2 separate regions of the Mus musculus genome follow, and region 1 is linked to region 2. A link is a contact called in public Hi-C data. All regions are on one chromosome and are shown on one strand. Each heading gives the region's core, a stretch centred on a gene start, on an enhancer-like site or on the middle of the called end of the contact. The rest is flanking DNA. Distances are from core to core; before and after follow the strand shown. Region 1 holds the start of Kcnn4 (potassium intermediate/small conductance calcium-activated channel, subfamily N, member 4). Region 2 holds the start of Bcl3 (B cell leukemia/lymphoma 3).

Region 1 (2,747 bases), core at 112-2,611, 4.5 Mb after region 2:
ATATCATCCTGGACTGTGTCCTGTGTGGCTAGAATGTCCTAGAATGTCCAACGCTGGGTAGGCGTTGCTTGCACACTTCCATTGACTGTTCTCTGTGCTAAGGTATGCAGAGTGTCAAGTGCACCAGTGTATGTCAGGATCAATGTCAGGTGTGTGTGTGTGTGTGTGTGTGTGTGAGTCCCACACACAATGATGTGAGCTAGTGTGCATTTCCTGTTTTCTGGGCGCTGGATGACAGTGTCTGCCACCACAGGTGTTTACACATATGGGGCATCTCTCTGTGTTTCACATTCACACCCCCTTGTGTGTCTGTTGACGCATGTGTGTTGTGCCTGGTGATTCTTACAAATTGGTGTGCTCAGACCTGCTGTGTATTTGTGTGGCTCCTGGTACATGTCCCGTGTGGTCGTTGATGCTTAGCTCTTTGTATCGTAGAATATTATAGTGTTTTACTTGGTTTTGGTTTTGGAAACAGGGTCTCATGTGGCCCAGGCAGACCTTGAACTCATAGTTGACAATGATTGAGACCTGCTGATCCTCCTGGCCCCAGTTTCCTAGTACCAAGAGTCAGGCATGCACCATTGCCCACTTTATGCCATGCTGGGATCTACCTCAGAGAGTCTGTGATTCAAAGGAGCCCACTAACAGCTGCACTCCATCCCTGGTCCCACTTAAAAATTATCATTTAAGATTTATTTTTTTTTATGCGCATGCATGTATGTGAATATCAGCCACATGTGTCAGGGGCTCCCAAAAACCAGGAAAAGGGCGTCATCTCCTGGAGTTGAAGTTACAGGTGGTTTCAAGCCACCCACCCAGCAAGTAGGTGCTAGAAACGGAAGTTATACTCCTCTGGAGAGGAGCGCTCACTTTCACTCGCTGTGCCTGACTTTCCAGCCCCTCCCCCGCCCCACTTTGAATGTGTGACTGCGTGAGCTCAACCTTTGGGTGGCCCCGTGTGCAATGGGACGCTGCTGCCCTGCTAAGTGCTGGCGTGTGTCACACCATGTGTGTGTGTGGTGTCTGGGTGTGGCTGTGGGTTTCTGAACTTTCAGGAGTGTGAGTCACTTCTGTGGAGGTTGTGTGGTGTGTGCTGGTGTGTTGGGCTCCGTCTCCGGTCTGTCATAGGGTGCTCTGTGGTGTCTGGGTGTGGTGGGGGTTTTAGGTGTGTACCACAGAGTGCAAACGGTTGGAGAGTCACAACCTATTGTGTCAGTGTGTCTTTGCCCACGTGGATGAACTCTTCTTCCTTGCCCGGGACCACAAGACACACCCCAGCCCCTCCTTAGTCTTAGAAGGGAATGGGATAGCCAGCCTCCCCCTACCCAGGGACCTCCCCGTCCCTCCCCGCCCTGCCCTGCCTGCTGCAGTTACCACTCCCCAGAGGGCACAGGGCTAGGCTGTGCCTTCCAGCAAAAGTCCCAGAGTGAGCAGAACAGGCCGCTGGCCTGGAAGCCAAGCTGGCTGCCATTTGCGTACTGAGAGGTGGGGGACCCTGGGCAGGAAGCTGGCTGAGCCCCAAGACCTCAGGGGCCATGGGCGGGGAGCTGGTGACTGGCCTGGGGGCCCTGAGACGGAGAAAGCGCCTGCTGGAGCAGGAGAAGAGGGTGGCCGGCTGGGCGTTGGTGCTGGCGGGAACTGGCATCGGACTCATGGTTCTGCACGCTGAGATGTTGTGGTTCCTGGGCTGCAAGGTGAGTGGGGCCTTCCACCGAGCAGGGAAGGGACGGGGAGCCTGGTGTGAGGGAGGAGGGCTGGGGTCTGCACCCCTGGGTCTGAGGGAGGAGGGCTGGGGTCTGCACCCCTGGGTCTGAGGGAAGAGAGCTGGGGTCTGCACCCCTGGGTGTGAGGGAGGAGGGCTGGGGTCTGCACCCCTGGGTCTGAGGGAAGAGGGCTGGGGTCTGCACCCCTGGGTCTGAGGGAAGAGAGCTGGGGTCTGCACCCCTGGGTGTGAGGGAGGAGGGCTGGGGTCTGCACCCCTGGGTGTGAGGGAGGAGGGCTGGGGTCTGGACCCCTGGGTCTGAGGGAGGAGGGCTGGGGTCTGATCCCCTGGGTCTGAGGGAGGAGGGCTAGGGTCTGGACCCCTGGGTCTGAGGGAGGAGGGCTGGGGTCTGATCCCCTGGATCTGAGGGAAGAGAGCTGGAGTCTGCACCCCTGAGTGTGAGGGAAGGGGACTGGGGTCTTACACCCCTGAGTGTTAGAGAGCAAAGCTAGGAGATCTTATACTCCTGGGCATGAGGGAGGAAGGCTGGCATCTTCCACCCCGGGGTGTGAAGAAGAGAGGAGAGCTGGGGTGTGAGGGAGAAAGGTTGGGGTCTGCACCCCTGGGTGTGGGAGAAGAGAGCTGGTCTGGACTCCTGGGTCTAAGGGAGGAGAACTGAGGTCTTACACTTCTTAAGGTCTAAGAGAAGAAGGCTGGGTCTGGACCCCTGGATGTGATGGAGGTAGATGGGGGGTCTGTACCCCTGAAACCTGAGCTAGTGTGATATCGTCCTCCCCCCAGCTCCCCCCAACCTACACACACACACACACACACACACACACACACACACACACGCACACACACGTACGCACACATGGGAGACAGTTCTCAGTGTTAGCCTTTGGGTAAGTGTTATCAGACAGACCACTGGGGGTCTGGGCCTTGTTGAGGCCCATACAAGGCTGATCCTTGATAGCCTAGCTCTGGTGAAGGGAGGGCTGGCAAGGGAGAAAGACGTTGTCATTAGGCGTCTCCTTGCTCCTTA
Region 2 (3,137 bases), core at 614-3,113:
GGCTTTTAACCACTAAACCACCTCTTTGGCCCCCATCCCTTCTTTGAAACGTTGTGTCACTATGGAGCCCAGACTGGCCTCAAACTCAAAAAGATCCTCCTGCCTCAGCTTCCCAAATGCTAGGATTACAGGCATGCAGCACCATGTTGACTACCCCAGGTTCTGTTAGCTTCTCAGACTTGGCCCTCAACACCCAAGATAATGTTCTTGTTCGTGCCCCTCCTCCCTGCTCCTGCACCCTCCATCCCTCACCTCTAACCTCCATCCCTCACCTCTAGCCCCCACCCCTCACCTCTAACCCCCACCCCTCACCTCTAGTCCCCACCCCTCACCTCTAACCCCCACCCCTCACCTCTAGCCCCCATCCCTCACCTCTAGCCCCCATCCCTTACCCTAACCTTCATTCCTTATTCCTATTCCTTCCTACATCACATCTCTTCTCTCACAAATGTCTGACCTCCATCTACAGAAAGGACCCTTAAGGGCAGAGAGAGCCCTGTCACCACCCAGCAGGGGACTTCAGTTATAAGATTACACTGTGAGTAATTAGCTGAAGGAATAAATGACAAGCTAATATCTGGGTGTAGGGGATCTGGGGAGTTGGGGCTGTCAGAAAACTTGTCCTTTAGAACCCTTTTGGATGACAACGTTGGGAAGGGTCATTGCACAGATGGGGAAATGGAGGGCAGGGTTCTCATCAGATGGAGAAGGTCTCTTGTTACATAGTGTCCTCCTGCTGGAGCATGATAGGTAGTAGCTGAAGAACCTGGAGGGCCCAGAGACCTCAGCAGCGCTGGGGTATTTAGCAGATAGTAATGTGCCTACTGCAGGTGGATGTCCCTTCCTGGATATAAAAGTTGAAGAGAAAGGTATCCGGTTTCTTGCTGTCTGACCAGCTCTGGGGTTCCCTTTCTAAAGTCCCCCCTTCCCAGGTCCCCGAATCCCTCTCCTTGGACCGAAGCCCTTCAGTTTCTAAATTCCTTGTGTTCCCTCTCTTAGAACCCTCAGTCCCCAAGCCTGCCCCTAGGGCCACCTGACCCAGGGACACTTGTGAGTGCTCACAACTAGCCTGCAGAATGCAGTCACTATCGCCCTAAGACCTCGGTTCCCAGGATTTTAACCTACCGTATCAGCCTCCTTGGATCCTGGGTCCATTTCTATTCATCTCCCCATATCTGCTTACCAGAACCCCAGTTTCCAAGGTCCGAGTGACGATTATTCATAGTTCTGAACATCTGGTCTCTCCCAACCAGATATTCTGCGTCTCTGGAGTGTCTTGGGATCCCATATCTGCGACACTGGACGCTGTCTTCTGACCCCCATTCCCCAAGGCCATTTGACCCTTGGGCACCTGCCTGGGTGAACTTCTTGGCACGCCCATGGCTGAGCTCCAGGGCCTCTCAACCTCTTTCCTAGCTGTCTTTGGGTCATCAACTTGCACCCTGGAGTCCCAGCTACCAGGAACCCCAACTATTTGTGTCCTGTGTTCTGCTGACCTTAGGTGGCCCCCACCCGGCCCTGACTTTCATGGGGGAGGCCACTCACCCTGGTAGTAAAGGGCCTCCGGCCTGGCCACACAGTGGGGGGGCCCAGGGACAACCGGGACGTCGCAGCCGCTGCGCAGGGCGTCCAGGGGTCCAGCGGGGCTGCGCGTGGTTGCGGGCTCTGGGGACGCGGGGCGCAGCGGGCGTTTGCGGAGTGGCAGCGCGGCGCCCGGGGTGCCCTTGGGCCGGGTGCGCAGGTCCACGGGCCCCTCGTCCATGGCCCCCGCGGGGCATCGGGGCATCGGGCCGCCCGGAGACGCCGGGGCGTGCGGCGAGCTCGGCACGGGAAGGCGGTCTCGCCGGGCAGCGGGACTTCCCCTGCCGCCGACTGAACTGAAGGGACTTTTGTCAGTCGGGGCGGCGCCCGCCTCCCGCCTCCCCGCCCCCGGGCCCCCGGGGCCACCCGTCCGCCCCAGGGGTTTCCTGGACCCGCGTCTCGGAGGCGGAGCTCCTGGTCCCCACCCGCCACTCTGCTCATTGTGCCTCTGGCCGGGAGCTCTGTCTGGGTCTGAGTCCTTGAGATTCTCACATCTTCTGTCTGTCTCTCGCTTTGTTAGACTGGAGCTCCTGTAGCCCAGGCTAGTCTCGAACTCACTATGTAGTAGAGGGTGGTCTTGAACTTCTGTTCCTCCTGTTTCAACCTCCTGAGTGCTGAAATGACACTTGCACTACTGTGCCTTGATCTATTTGTCTGTCTGTCTATCTATCTATCTATCTATCTATCTATCTATCTATCTATCTATCTATCTATCTATCTTTCCAGCCAGCCAGCCTGCCTTCCTTCCTTCCTTCCTTTCTTTTTTTCTTGGACCATGGATCGAAGGCTAGCCTTAAATTTGCTGTGTAGCGGAAGATGACCTTGAACTCCTGATCCTCCCTCCTCTACCTCCCATCTCGCCTGGGACACCATAACCGGCAAACGTTTCTGTTGGCTGGTGGGGGGGGGGGGAGGCTCCTGCGTGCTAGGGATCCATACTTCTAAGCCCCTCCCCCAAATCCCCCATCTCTGAATCTCTTGGCTGTGTCTGGCGATCGCTTCTACTTTTGTGAGCACCTTCCCCTCCCACTGGTCCCATCTTTCCTTTAGTATTTCTGACTCTTTCAGCCATCTCCCTTAGTGCCAACTCTGAAGTCCTTAGAGGCCACAGGGTTGCTAGGGCATGGGTCTGAATCCTGAGTCCTACTTCCTCTTGGGTGACCTTGGCCATGCACTTCTCCCTCTGAGCCGTTTCCTTTTTGCAATGCTGGAGCCTAGGAGCTTGTGCACTTGAGCGATCTCCCAGCCCTCTTTGCGTTCCGTTTTAAGACTAAGCTGTTCGGACTGGCTTTGCCTTTGTTCTGTAGCCCAGGATGGCTTAGAACCTGAATCTTCCTGTCTGAGGTGGGATGCAGGTCTGCACCATCAGGGTGAGCCCAGACTCACTCTTTGTGCGAGAGAAAAGCCCAGCCCAAGGCAGAGACTGGTTCTTGGCAGAAAGTAGCCACCCTCTGCCTTCCTCATGCCTCCTAACTCGCAGGGCACAGGATAGCTAGGGGTGCAGGAGAGCTCTGAATGTGTCTCCTTGCCAGGTCCCTGCACCCAGCCAGAGGCCT

The links. A called contact is a pair of places that touch in the nucleus more often than the background predicts.
Region 1: a contact with region 2 is called in a Hi-C map of Th1 cells, with 5 times the contacts expected there. The contact joins the promoter of Kcnn4 here to the promoter of Bcl3 in region 2. A contact is called at or near these places in 3 of 39 promoter capture datasets (cranial neural crest, frontonasal cranial neural crest and maxillary cranial neural crest) and 1 of 484 Hi-C or Micro-C datasets (Th1 cells).

Annotation. Positions count from the first base shown.
Region 1 is chr7:24,368,902-24,371,648 of GRCm38.p6, forward strand. It overlaps Kcnn4 (potassium intermediate/small conductance calcium-activated channel, subfamily N, member 4), which reads left to right and starts at 1,362. Exons shown (of 9, transcript NM_008433.4): 1 at 1,362-1,694. The coding sequence starts at 1,536.
Region 2 is chr7:19,820,892-19,824,028 of GRCm38.p6, forward strand. Bcl3 (B cell leukemia/lymphoma 3) reads right to left here and starts at 1,864. Exons shown (of 9, transcript NM_033601.3): 1 at 1,546-1,864. The coding sequence starts at 1,786.